2 separate regions of the Anas platyrhynchos genome follow, and region 1 is linked to region 2. A link is a contact called in public Hi-C data. All regions are on one chromosome and are shown on one strand. The core of a region is the stretch at or near the end of the contact, and the rest is flanking DNA. Distances in the headings are between cores, read along the strand shown. Region 1 overlaps SLC22A23 (solute carrier family 22 member 23). Region 2 has its middle 47 kb from the start of PXDC1.

Region 1 (6,136 bases), core at 3,551-6,050, 140 kb before region 2:
AAAAAACAAGCAGCAAATCAAGTCAATTTCGTAAGAAATTGTTAAAAAAAAAAAAAAAAAAAGCCAAGTGTTCCTGTCACCTAGTGTGTTTATTACATAAACGTTGATATGTTTAAACAACCATTCTCTTCCCTGGGCCCGCCTGTCGTCGGAGAGCAAACACCAGAATAGGAAACGATAAAGCGCTGTGGACAACAGCACACCGGGACCGCTAGCCCTGCTGGAAGCAGCCAGTTCAGTAGGCTTGTGAGGGGGCTGCTAGAGCCGTGCTGCAGCTTGAGTGCACACGTGCACACGCACAGAGACCCTTTCCTCCTCCGTTAAGACCTGTTCTGCTCCGCCCATTTTCCTTGTGAACCCTCCTTTTTTTTTTTTTTTCCCCCAGTGTGTGTGGCTTGTCACAAGCATCTGACATTGAAGGCAAAAGGTATTGCACGGATTTGGCACGTGGATACTGCGTGGACTTGAAAGGCCTTGGTTTTTTGTTTTTTTTTTTGTTTTGTTTTCTTGGGTGAGCACGGATCACGGGAGTCTCAGCACAGAACAGAAAGAGGGAAATGGCCGCTCTCAAGCTGGGCAATAAAACCGAAGTGTAACAAGCAAGCCTAGCAAAGGTGAAAAAACAGTAGGGTAACTTTGGGCAAAATTACCATCAACTGGTCCAGTGTTTCTTACCGGGCTCGGGAAGAACCCAAATGTCCACATCCTCTGTACAAAAATTAGCAGCTTTAGGACAACATCGCTATCCTGACCACGACAGTCTCTGTCGCTTCTGCAGGTCTACCTGTCCTCCTGTGCTCGGCACCGTCTGAGACGTGCTACGGACCTCAGCACCCGCCCAGGAGCATCTCTCTGATTTACTGGGGACTGTAAGAGGACATTGGCAGCCTAACGGAGGATGGAAATTGTTAGGTACAGTAGTTAGTCGACAATATATATATACAGCAAAGGAGGAAGGGGCAGGGCAGGCAGAGGAGGAAAGTGCAGATGAGCGCTTCCCATGCTTGTGAACGAAAGATTTACATCAAACATAGTGGCAATCATATGGGCACGCAATACAACATCGACATCCTGCTGCTCGGTTTCTTCAAATGTCCGCACTACTGAGCAATCACAAATGGATGGCCTGAGTGAAAAAGGAAAAGAGGGAGGGAGGGGAGGGAGGTTAACTACAATGCAAGAAAGCTGTTCGTTTACAAAGCCCTTGCATTGAACAAGATCCTCACAGTCATCACACGGTGAGAACCGAAAGCCGATGGCCAAAGCAAAAAGCTGGTTTGGGGACTGGAGGAGAGAAGTGGCCGTTATCAAAGTACCATCTGTACAACACGACAAATTGGATGTTCGTTTTGCTTCTCGTAGAGTGGGATCAATCCAATTTAACTTTCTTCTTTCTTTTTTTTTTTTTTTTTTTTTTAACTGAAAGAAAATCCTACAAGAACAGCTGGGGAAGGAGGGCAATACAGGTGAGTTCACCGTGTATTCTTGGGTCAGAACCAGAAACCATCCCTAAAAGACCCAAGACGGCCAACAACAAACCTTAAATCATTACTCACAGGTTATCAATTCATTCCTTGTAGACAGTCACTTAAAAATTTTGTCCGCTTAAATAGGTAACAAAAACTCTGGTTCTAAAAACAGGCAGGGCAATGCCAGGATGCTCATTTCCCAGGAGAGGGACTCCTAGCTGTGCTGCCTTCGGAAATAAGAAGTACAGACCATAGCCAATGCTCTTTACTTTTTGTCCCTGCTGGTTTATGCTCTTCTCCTGGAGCTGTCAATCACAGATTCTAGACCTCCTGGTAATTAAAGCCACTCTCGTCAAAATTAATTTTTGCATCATTGGTCAAATCATTTCATTTACACCATCTACATTAGTATTAAACACCAGCAGGAACAGTCTAAAATGTATTAATGGAATCTTAAAATGCATAAGGCTGATTCTCATTGAAAAATCAGCCTGTTTGGGTAGGATTTTCTTCACTGCATTTGATGAGGAAAAAAAAATTAACTTTTAAATGTATATGAGCTATAAAAAGAAATATAATCTGCCTAAAATGCAGTCAGAGTTTGAGTCACAACAGGTTTTGCTTTGATTCTTTTTTTTTTTTTTTTTGGTGTATACAAACACAGCAGGCAACCTGGGCGCTTGGACTTTCTAGACAGGCAGAACAACATTGCACAAGTCTAAATATCAGTCAATTCAACTTTGCAGTGATACCTCCTTCCTTTAAAGAAACACAAAAAGGAAACAAAAAAAAACAACTCCCCCCCCCCACGGTTTCTTTCTTGGAATGGCTGCACCTCTTATAATAAGATGGCTTCGTTTTTGTGATCTATGAAAGGAAAAGGAAATAAAGTGCTTCTTGAGAACAAATCAAAATAAATATATGTATTTAATGGCAGGAAAAAAAAAGAGTTCTGAAGGGCTACCTCCAGCCAGGTCTTTTCTCAGATGAGTTATTTTCCCCCATAATTTTTTCAAGAGCAATCTGCACAACGGTTGACAATTCCTCCAAGTCGCTTTAGCAGCAGAGTTGAATTCTCCCAAGTTTGCGTCTGCTCCGTCACCGGTTTGTAAAACCTGTGCAAAACACCTTTGCCCAAAGGTCTGCTCTTCCTGCACAACAGCGTCAAACAAAATACCAAAGAAAAGAGGAGAAGGTAAAACAAAACAAAAGGGGAAAAAGAAAAAAAAGAAAAAAAAAAAAGGAGAAAATCCAACCCAGTTACAGTTACATAGGCTTCATCCCGTTGGCAGTGGTGTTCTCAGAGATGCCATCGCTCACAGCTGCCGAGTCGTGGAGGCCCGAGTAGTCCTTGAGTTCAGAGTTTGTCAGGAGCAGGGGCTGCTCCCCCTTCTTGTGCGGCAGGAGGGGCTGCCGGGTGTAGTGCTCCCCGTCCGGGATGTTCTCGGGCAGGTTCTGGTTCTTGCTCTCCGGCAGCAGCAGGATGCAGATGATGCAGATGAGCGTACAGCAGGCGAAGATGACGTGGTGGAGGAAGTAGCCTTTCTGGTTGTGCAGCTCCATGATGGGGGCGGTCAGGCGGCCAAAGCCCGCGCTGGCCAGCACCAGCCCCAGCCCGCCTCCCCTGCAAACACAACGGAGGTGAGAGCCTGGAAGAACTCCAGTGCTGGAAGAACACCCAAAAATGCCTTGGGACCCCAGGCTATCCTGTTCGGCAAGCGATTTTGGCACCTGGGCTCCGAAATCTCTGAGGCAAACCCGCTTTGCTCACGGCTTTCATGCTGGGCAATTGCCCCAGGAGGGAGTTTTTGCTGTTGCTTTGCTGTTGTAGATAATTACTGCCTGTGTGTAGAAAATAGCTGTGCTCACCCAAGCATCTCTTCACACCCATGTAACTGCACCCACGTAAGGAGAAGAGAAGCTGTAAGGTGTGAGTACATAGACAGCCCTCTAAAATATTCCCATTTCCACGTGTTATCACATTCAGCAAGGGAAAACCAGATTTTGCTTCGCATCCAGCTTAGACGAGACACACCAAGAAGCGGTAAGTGCAGGAGTCAATTTTGGCTGCCTCTGAAATACCTGGCAGCAACTGCCAGCAGAGCCAGGAGATCCGACTCCACAGACCACTGCCTTGATCTGTTACACCAAACACTGAGCGCTGAAACATTTTCCCTGTAAGACATGTTGAAGCTGGAACCTCTCAACCCACTGATGTTGTACCAGCACACACCATTTTCAGAAAAAATAAAAAAAATTAAAAAAAAATAAAAAGATAACGTAGCTAGTGGTTAGAATAGGAGAACAAGTCAAGGGTTTGAGACTCAATTCTGAGACCTCCCCTTGACTCACTGTAGGAGCTGAGGCAAGTCCCACACTTTGCTCTTGCTTTCCTTGTGTATTTGCATACCGCATCAAGGGGCAACAAAAAGGTTAACTCTGGTAAAATGCTTAAGTTGTAAACAGGGAGCTTTATAAAAATATTCTTTATGGCATAAATGCTTGTTCATGAAATGTAACATGCCAGTATATTGACATCACACATATAAGCACACCAAAAAAAGCGTGAAAACACATTAAAGCTTAAAGAAAAAAAAACAAGTGTGAGAGTAACCTCTTCCCCCACCCCATCGCAGGAATGGAAAGGCTTGCACAGGCTGGATCCAGTGCTCTTTCCTGGCAGTGGGTTACACAAGCAGCCCCCCTCACACGCAGTGCCTTCCCTTCTCTGATGCCTTTCCAAGCCCTGAGCACACGGGGCTGTCCTGGACTCGGTAAAGCACCTCTCGCAGATAACAGCGATTTCCCCCCAACATTGCCAACGCCCTCATTAAATCCTCGCCAGCTTTCCGATGGCAATTTGGAAAGGCAGCTGAATGCAGCCCTTGTGCGACTGGCCTCCTTGCAGCTTCATTAATATGCTCACACGAGCGATCAGCAGGACTCGGCCCTGAAGCGCAGGAGACTGGCTCATTCACATCGGTGCTTGCTGTGGCTAAATTGCATCTCTACAACCAAGGGGGACCCGAGGTGAGTTCTGAAAGCAGCTGTGGAAGGACATCGAAGAAACTGGAAGGAAGCAGGGAAAAGGCAGCAACAAAGGTGGCTCTGTTATTACGGGGCAATCAGCTTCACGTTTGGAGGGGGAAAAAGAGTTTTTCCACCTCGTGTCAGTAATTAGAGCAGGCGTTACTTTAGCCACTGCCCTCAGAAACTGGCAGCAGAAGGACTGCAAATACACGGTGGTGTGCCTCCTGTATTTGACTGTACTGCAAATACTAGGGGATAAAAGAAGCTGGAAATAGCCAGGAGAGGGAAGCAGTGCTGCCACTAGGGAGCAGATGGAGCTCACGCTGCCTTCGCAGCAGCAACCGGGCAGCTCGGCAGCTGATGCTCTGTCCTGATGGGGCCCAGGTCCAAAATGCTGCCCTCAGAAAGGCCACCCTGAGCGCCGGGGAGGGCTTCCTCTTGCTGACTGCTGCAGTGTCTTTCTCAATAATGACATCCTCTCTGATCCATCCTCCTGCACAGAACAGGGCCCATGCTGACCTCAGGCCCAGCTGCTTTGTCCTCTCAGTTCAGCCACTTCTTAAAGTCAGTCCCTGAATCCTCCCTAGGTTTTTTTCCCTGCCTTTTCCTGTAGGAACTTGTGGACCAGATGTCTTTTCCACTTGTCAGTAACCCAGCACGCAGAGGATAGGGAGGACACCACACTCTCCTCAGCCTGTTCCTGCGTAGCAGCTGTGCAACCCTCACTGTTGTTTTCATCAAGATTATTAGAGATGGATTACTAGAGCCATTTGGAGCTCAAATTCGATGTTTGGAAGACCCTGGTCAGGGAAACCTCAGAGGCAGCCCCAGTTCTCTCTACCTGTCTTTCCCCTTTGGCTCCTCAAGATCCAGCCAAAAGCACAGTAGAGCAGTCTGAAACACCAAGGGGCACCAGAGGTGGTATTTTGGAAAAAAGGTGATGAGGGAATGGCCACGGACCACTGAAACGAGAGACACAGGCAGCTTAGCCACACCTCAGCCCGAGACGTGTTTATGAACTGTCCTGAGAGCCACCTCCTAATTACAGCCCTGAGGAGATGTTACCAAGAGGTTTTGCAGTGGCAGGACAGACCACAAAACGCTGCAGTGTCATCATCCCTATTTATACATGGGGACCCTGAGGCACATCCAGCTATTGTCACTCGCCTGGTGTCACCCAGCAGACTCGGGGGAAGCAGAACTTCAGTTCCCAGCCAGGATTTTGTCCCCTTCCCTGTGACAACATTAGTGATTTAAGGAAAAAGCCTGCTAAGTTCACACTGCACATCTAACCCTGCTTGGCAGATTCTCTTTTGGTTGACTCGGCCAATTCCTTATCTCTACGCCTTCCAGAGACAAGCAGAAAATTAAAGAGGCATAAAAAGACCAAACTGACTGACACGCATGTAAGTAAATAGCTGTTAGTGTTTTGGGCTGCTGTGCAATCTCCACACCACTCACACTTTCCCTTCCCTGTAGAAATAATGTTATCTGTAAAACATTCACAAAGTCAGATAGCTTTGAAGAAAAGGCCATAGATCAAGGAGGCTGGCTGCTCATCTGACAGTTCTGCTGTAATAGCTTTGAAAAGTTATTAAAAAAACATGTAATTGGGGGCAGAGGGGGGGGGAGCAAAA
Region 2 (6,655 bases), core at 1,141-3,640:
AGATAAACAATAATTGATCTACCAGAGCCTGCTGAAAAGTAGGTGATGCACTGACATGTTTTCAAGAAACCTGAACTGACAGAAAGTAATTATAGCCTCGGGTGGTTGTAACGTTTTTGATCTGGTTTAAGGAATATCTTTGAGTATTTCCAGTGACAGCAGAGGAAATGATGACCTGCTGAGGCACAGACACAGCTCTTCTAGCAAAGCAGATCTAGGTATAAGCACGGGTATCTGATGCTTCTTCCCAGTTACTGGCTTGCAACCCTCCCTGATTCACCACAAAACCTCCCTGCCCCAAGGACTGGTTTACAGAAAATAGTTCCCACTAGTTTAACTACAGTCCGTTATTAAACTGATTCAGTTAATCCTTCAGAGACTCCTTTGGGGACACAGCTAAATTCATTTATAGCAGTTATGGCTTAGAGCAATTTACCTTTCAGTTGGTAAGTTAATTGTGATATCAATTTATAACTTAACTTGATAGTTTATTAGCTTGAAACTAAGACATCAGCTATCAGTCAACGTACTGTGTTTCCAATTGTGCTTTCAGGTGATGTTTTCAACAACTGATTATGGTTAAGTTAGTTAAAATATTTGTGCAGGTCAGCCCCAAATCCCCTGTCCCAATTACATGCTCTTTGCTTTCAAGCATTGAGCAACACACAAGTGAACGACCCGCCTGTCCTCTGGGAACAAACAGGTAGCACAAACAGGGCTCAGCCCAGTTTTAAACAACAGGTCAACAGGCAGGAAACATGTTGAGGAGTCAGAGAGGAATGGTGTCAGTGAAACATTTGACTTACAGGCTTTCCTTCCAGCCCACAGCTCCTCAGAGACCCCCAGCTTTAGTTAGGGCATTAGCAAGCACTGGGTTTCACGTGCATACTTTTTACTATGCTCATCCCAGCCACTAATTAGGGCCTTATCTGTGTGGTGCAACTATCCCCTAGGACAAGGCTATTAGCTGCTCTTAGGATACACAGACAGGCTCATGTTTTCAAAAGCTTGGAGCAGGCAACACTGAAAATGTATGGAAACAAAAGAGGTTCAACCAGGAGCAAGTTCTGCTGTTACAGTAATTGTCCCAAGTGGGCTTTTCTCCTGACCAGCACCTTCAGATCAATTAGGTGTGAAAACTAAATATATCAGTAGAATTAAGTTAATAACATTAATGAAGTATTTGTTCATATTTCTGGGGTGGGAAAGGAACAGCAGGGAGAAAAGTCTCTATGCCATCATCCCAAAAATAGGAGGCATTGAACAGCCCTGCTTGCTTTCACCAGATGATGACCTGCTGCAGACTCAGCAGGTGAAGCACTGGCAGCCCATTTTGGGGGTCAGGTGCCCCAGGCCATGCAGACACCACTGGGCCCAAGCTGCTGCAGGGCAGTGGGATCACTGCTTACACCCCACAGCTGCAGCTAGGACATGGGGCAAGGAGCCAAGCAGCTCTTGGAGCAGCTTTTTCTTACAGCCCTGTTCCTCCCTGGTTCAGGCAGGAAGTGAGGACTAGGTGATTAAAGCAGACAGAGACAGGGCAGGGCTACAGAGCACAGCACTGCACCATGCACTGAAGTCCTCACTTTTGTTTTGGCTTCGTTTCTTCTCAGAGCTGAAGTTAGCTTCTCTTTTCTTTGGGTTGACACCTTCCCAGTGTTTTTTGGACAGCCTGTGTCATCTGAGCAGAGGTCATCAGCTTCACTGGTGGTTTTTGCCTTCCAGTGCATTAGCACTTCTTGACATGGCAGTTTCAAGAGAGCAACTGATACGAACCTATTACTTTTTTAAAAAAATAAAGCTTTCACTATGCTGCTCAATAGCAATAAGTTGTCTATAAAATAGGAAGAGATCCTTATCATCTACCCACAAAATGCCCGCCTGTGTTTCTTCTTCTTTATCTGGTTCAAGGCAGGAAGGAAGGAACTGCCTGGACAAAACCCACTCCTTTCTCAGGCCAGCTACTCCCACATGGCACTCAACGTCTCTACACAGTCATGTTCACTGTAATGCTGAAGGCCTGAGGGATGGTCCCATTCCCATCCGTATTGGCCATCAAATGCCTCTCAAAGTCAATCCAGACAAAGAAGCAAGCCACCCTTCTTCAAACTCATCTGGCAGCTTTTCAGTGGGAGCATGTGAGATGTCTCAAGGCTGGGGCTGGACTTGTTTTCAAGCTTTGCAACCATTTCTTTCACCCATGACTTGTCAGAGTATAAATACTCAAACAATCCCCACAAATGAGCCTCCACACTCTTGCCCTCTAATTATATCCACAGCGTTCCCTTTTGCATCCAAACCCTCCCACATCCTTAAGCAAACACGCTGACACCCAGGCAAGCCTTACACAGCACTGTGGAGAAATCCCTCCCCATGCTGAGCTTCTCTTCTGCGGCCAAAGTCTGCTGGGCACGCCTCAGTGCTACAACCCCACTCACAGCTGGCTAATATTAGGGCTGTGTACTCTGCTGGTACAAAATTATTAAGCCAGTGGCAGATGAGCCTCAGCTTTGTTGTCTCTATCACACCCTTTGCCCACCCTGTGGAGGCTGCTGTCACCAGCCATGCACCGCTGTGCTAGTTTTTCTGAGACAGGAAGCATCTCAGCTCCTTCCCACCCACTGTACTCACATGAGCAATGTAACCCAAATAAACTGGGTGGATAAGAATGGAGGGAGAAGAGGTGATCCTGATGCAAGGCACTTGGGCACACTTACATAGTAAAAAGCAAGCAACTCTGTGCTGAACTCGATGGTGCAAACCACTTTAAGACAGAACAGGAGGAAGGAGAAAGGGCATTGCTCTCCATGCAAATGGGCTGGTAGAAGAGCTGTTTGCAAGGACTTTGTGTGCTAGTCCCCAGAGGAAAGCCACCAAGCAGGGCTAGTAAGACTCTCAGTGGTTTTCCACTGGAGACAGACAACATTTTTGCTGAAACGCTGTCAGAGCATCTGACCAGCTTTGAGCAATTCTTGCAGCCTAGCCCATGAGACTAGGATTTACAGAGTCTTATCTTTACCTTTTGAACAAATAGCAAGAGGCAGCCCCTGAGCAGTTCGGTATCCTGCAGGGCTGCTTGGTACCCACATTTGTTAGGTACAAAGAATATAAAGCATCAGGGAAAGCAGCAAGCAGCAAAAACTTCTTCCTGAGGCTCCAAAATGGAGACAAAACAACTGACGCTGCTGGAAGGGTATTTCACACTGGGGGGCAGCAGGGCTGGAGGGTGCAGGTAATGCTGAGCTGTGTGGGGCAAGGCACAGGACACAGTGTGATGCTTTGAGCTGTGCTCTGAGGGCATTGTCCACCATAGTACCCTATTAGCAGCACCATGGGATTACCAAAACACCATTTCAGGCCCAGTGGCCTTTCACGCAAAGGTTGGTTTCTGTCATGAAGAGAGGTGGCCTTGGTTTCCAACCCTATAAAAAAAATAATGACCACTAATAATCCAAAACCAGCACATGTGATGGGTTTTGCAGTTCAGAAGATCTTAGTTTACTGTATTAAAGATTCAAACTAAGTGCAAACAAAGGGAACATGGCTATTATAGTTACAGCCTCATGAGCTTGCAGGAGGCCTGGTTCGAGGTCTGTTTTCCTCTGTCAAAGAAGTTGCTGCCTTTAACCCAAAGAAGAAAAAAAACATTATTCCTTACCCAAAGAAAGTCTCAGCTGCCACCCAGTGGAATTAGCAATCTCTGCATTATACCAGTGGCTCCTATTGCTACCTCCTCACTCCTCCCAGGCTACAAAGTTTTACTGCCCAGCAGTAAGGCTTGGCTTGTTTGCAGTACCGCTTACCCAGAGATCATTGAGCACAATGACGTCTCACCGCTTCCATTTGTCACAGGGGAAACTGAGGCACAAGAGCCAAATGGTCTCCCCAGTCACACAGCAGGCCAGGAACAGAGCTAAGGCTACACCACACCTCTCCCTAATGGATATCCTAAACACAGGTGGATGCTGAGACAAAAAGGATCCTGCTACATCAGAGTTTGAAGCAGAGGGGACACTGCAGAGCAAGGGGTTACACAGTGGGGTTTGGAAATGGGGTTAAGGTTGTCACTTAACTTAGGCCACTAGTTGAGCAATTTATCTTTGTGGTCTTCTACATTTTCTTGTAAGTAAAACAAGCAAGCAGTCTGGTTTAAGAGATGCCTGCAGGGATGTTGCCAGCTGTCACCAGTTATTTTTCACTCTAGGAGAGCATGCTCCATTACTGCAAGAAAGATTTTGACATATGGTAGGCTCTAGAGGGGAAAGACAGAGCTGTCTGTACAGCTGGCAGTGCAATTCTCTGCAATAAGTGAGGAGCCAGGAAGTCTGAGGTACGAAGAGTGACGAGGAAGTGCTAGATAGAGGCATGCACAGCCCTAACCAAAATGTGAGCAGGAGCTGTCCTCGCACCAGGCTTTGACCCCTTTATGTGCAATGGGAACATGACCTACCTTTCAGGTCTTACAGGGGGCCTCAAGTCCCACAACCCCTCCTCTGTCCACACACAGCACAAACTTTAAGCCTCTGTGAGCCTTTTCAGTGAAGGAAAACTAGAATAGCTGGAATATTTCCTCCCCATCCTACGCAAGTACATTTCTGAGCTGCAGCCCTGTGTATAGCAGGGACAAGACCCAGTAAGCGCCACGCATGGGGATGGGTGGAAGGATCCTAGAAATTGGCAGTGGCAGCATGAGGGGCATTTATTTCTGAAAACAGTGTGTATGCATGCACATGCATATCTATGTTGCTTGGAAGATGAAGAATGCCAGATTCATGGGAGACCCAGATTCTGACAAAGGCAGCTCTCAGCTATTTGCAAAGCTTGACCTCCTCTGACCTAAAGTACAATGGCAGATATATATAAGCAGGTTATTTCTCAGAAGAGGAACACTTTGTGCCTTCTGCTATCCTCCTAAACAGCACTCGGCAAACAATCATCATCAGTAAGAAGTACATAGCTTTTCTAGAAGCCTATGCCCTCCTTGAATAGCTGGGTTTGAAAGGTGCATGTCCAAAGCCTCACCAGATAGCTCAGCACAAAGCGCAGCAACCTTTGGGATTTTAGGGATTCAAGGGAGAATGCCCAGCAGCCAGCAGTTCAGGCTACTCCAGGTCAAATGGGAGCTTTGTCTTTCAAGCCACTTGCTAGTTTGCTGAGCCTTTATTCCCTTTAAAAGAAAAGATGCAGTGGATACTGAACAGGAGATGAACACATGCACTCAGCTGTTTGTGAAGGCCCCCTGTTTTTTGGTTGGGTGGTGTTTTTTTGTTTTGTTTTGTTTTTTGTTTTTGTTTGTTTGGTTGGTTTTTTTTTTTTTTTTTTTTTTGGCAATTTCACTCTGCTATTGAAATTTCACAACACTGGAAGCCCACTTCAAACCAAAAGCCAACAGTGACCCAGAACCACAGAGTAATCCCAGATGCAGCACAATTCTCTGTTTGAGGGCATCATCAAGTTACCCCCCAAATCTCCCTTGTTAGACTTACCAAATTGAAACAATTTCAGAGGAGGGTTATCAAGCTTTATATTTTAAAGATGGAAGTGACCTACTTAGCTTCTCATCTTACCTATGGAAGAAAAGGCACTTTCTGCTGCTGTGTGAGAGGATTTTAAAACAGTTTCCATAGAAAACCTCCCTGAATAGTGTTTACAGCAGCAGCAAGCCTCCCCTGGCATTATCTACTTAACCTCATGCACTGCTGCATCAAATCCACAACTAGTGCAAATCATCGGTTGATCGACTGCACTAGTCAGGGGCTAAAGGATGTTGATTAGCAAGAAGAAAAAGATCTGCCATTAGAAATCCAGATAGTCTCACACAGACAGATCTAGGCACAGACGATTCCAAGCAGAGCAACTACATGAAAGTCCCAAGATCACTGGAGGAAAAAAAAAGAAATGTGTAAACAGAAGCCTTATTTACCAGGATAATTTTGTTATTTAATCAGTTGCTCTGGATGCACAGAAAATTAAATCTGAAGGATGTACTTTGCCAGGCAATTGCATCATGATGGACACCACAACCAGGAACACAGGCTGCCAAATCTTGCATCTAGAGCCATATAAGACAGAGCTAGGCTTATTCGCTTTCTAAGCAGGCCTTGATGGGTTAGATACTGTCATACTCTGAATAAGCAGTCGCAGCAGACCGTATGTACATAGTGCTATCTGCCTCTCCCTTGGGAGCGTGCATCTTTGGCTATCCAGTTGTGCTTCCATGTGCAATTTCTCCCAGAGCCCATGGAATGACTTTTGTACCTTTCAGTGTCCAAAGTGCACTGATATGCTCACATGTCAAAGCTTTGCATACTGACATTGATGTTGCCTTGGCTTTCCTGGCATGCTTGGCCTCCTTGTTTGTTTGTTTGTTTTGGAGTCCTTCTCCATCCCCAAGCTGCTGTGTGGGGCACTGAATTGTGTTAAGGGCACCCACTTTAAGAGCTTTTCTTTAGGACCCTGTGGACTGTCCTGCTCCATGCAGCAAACAGCACACGCTACACAGGCCTCAGGGAACCCTCTCCATCAATCCTGCTGCTCATGTCTGCATCCTGACAAGCTCCTTACCCTGGTGCTCGTTGAGTGTCCACCAAACACAGCCATTCTGAACCAAAACAGTTCAAGGTTAATGAACAGAAGGAGAGTGGGGTTCCCAAAA

Evidence for each region. Hi-C and Micro-C count contacts between places; a contact is called where the count stands out from the background.
Region 1: a contact with region 2 is called in a Hi-C map of subcutaneous adipose tissue, with 2.7 times the contacts expected there. The contact joins two enhancer-like sites. A contact is called at or near these places in 6 of 8 Hi-C or Micro-C datasets (F1 follicle, F5 follicle, liver and 2 more).

Annotation. Positions count from the first base shown.
Region 1 is chr2:77,959,560-77,965,695 of IASCAAS_PekinDuck_T2T, reverse strand. SLC22A23 (solute carrier family 22 member 23) reads right to left here. Exons shown (of 11, transcript XM_038174184.2): 11 at 1-3,093. The coding sequence ends at 2,736. Among named protein-coding and RNA genes, the nearest start is that of PSMG4, 10 kb to the left of the region's middle. Within about 2 kb of position 4,800, at least 4 of the 8 cell types and tissues checked have an H3K27ac peak or open chromatin away from gene starts, as enhancers often do. A contact at or near this core is called in subcutaneous adipose tissue, where this site is marked.
Region 2 is chr2:77,815,141-77,821,795 of IASCAAS_PekinDuck_T2T, reverse strand. No RefSeq gene overlaps it. Among named protein-coding and RNA genes, the nearest start is that of PXDC1, 47 kb to the right of the region's middle. Within about 2 kb of position 2,390, at least 2 of the 8 cell types and tissues checked have an H3K27ac peak or open chromatin away from gene starts, as enhancers often do. A contact at or near this core is called in subcutaneous adipose tissue, where this site is marked.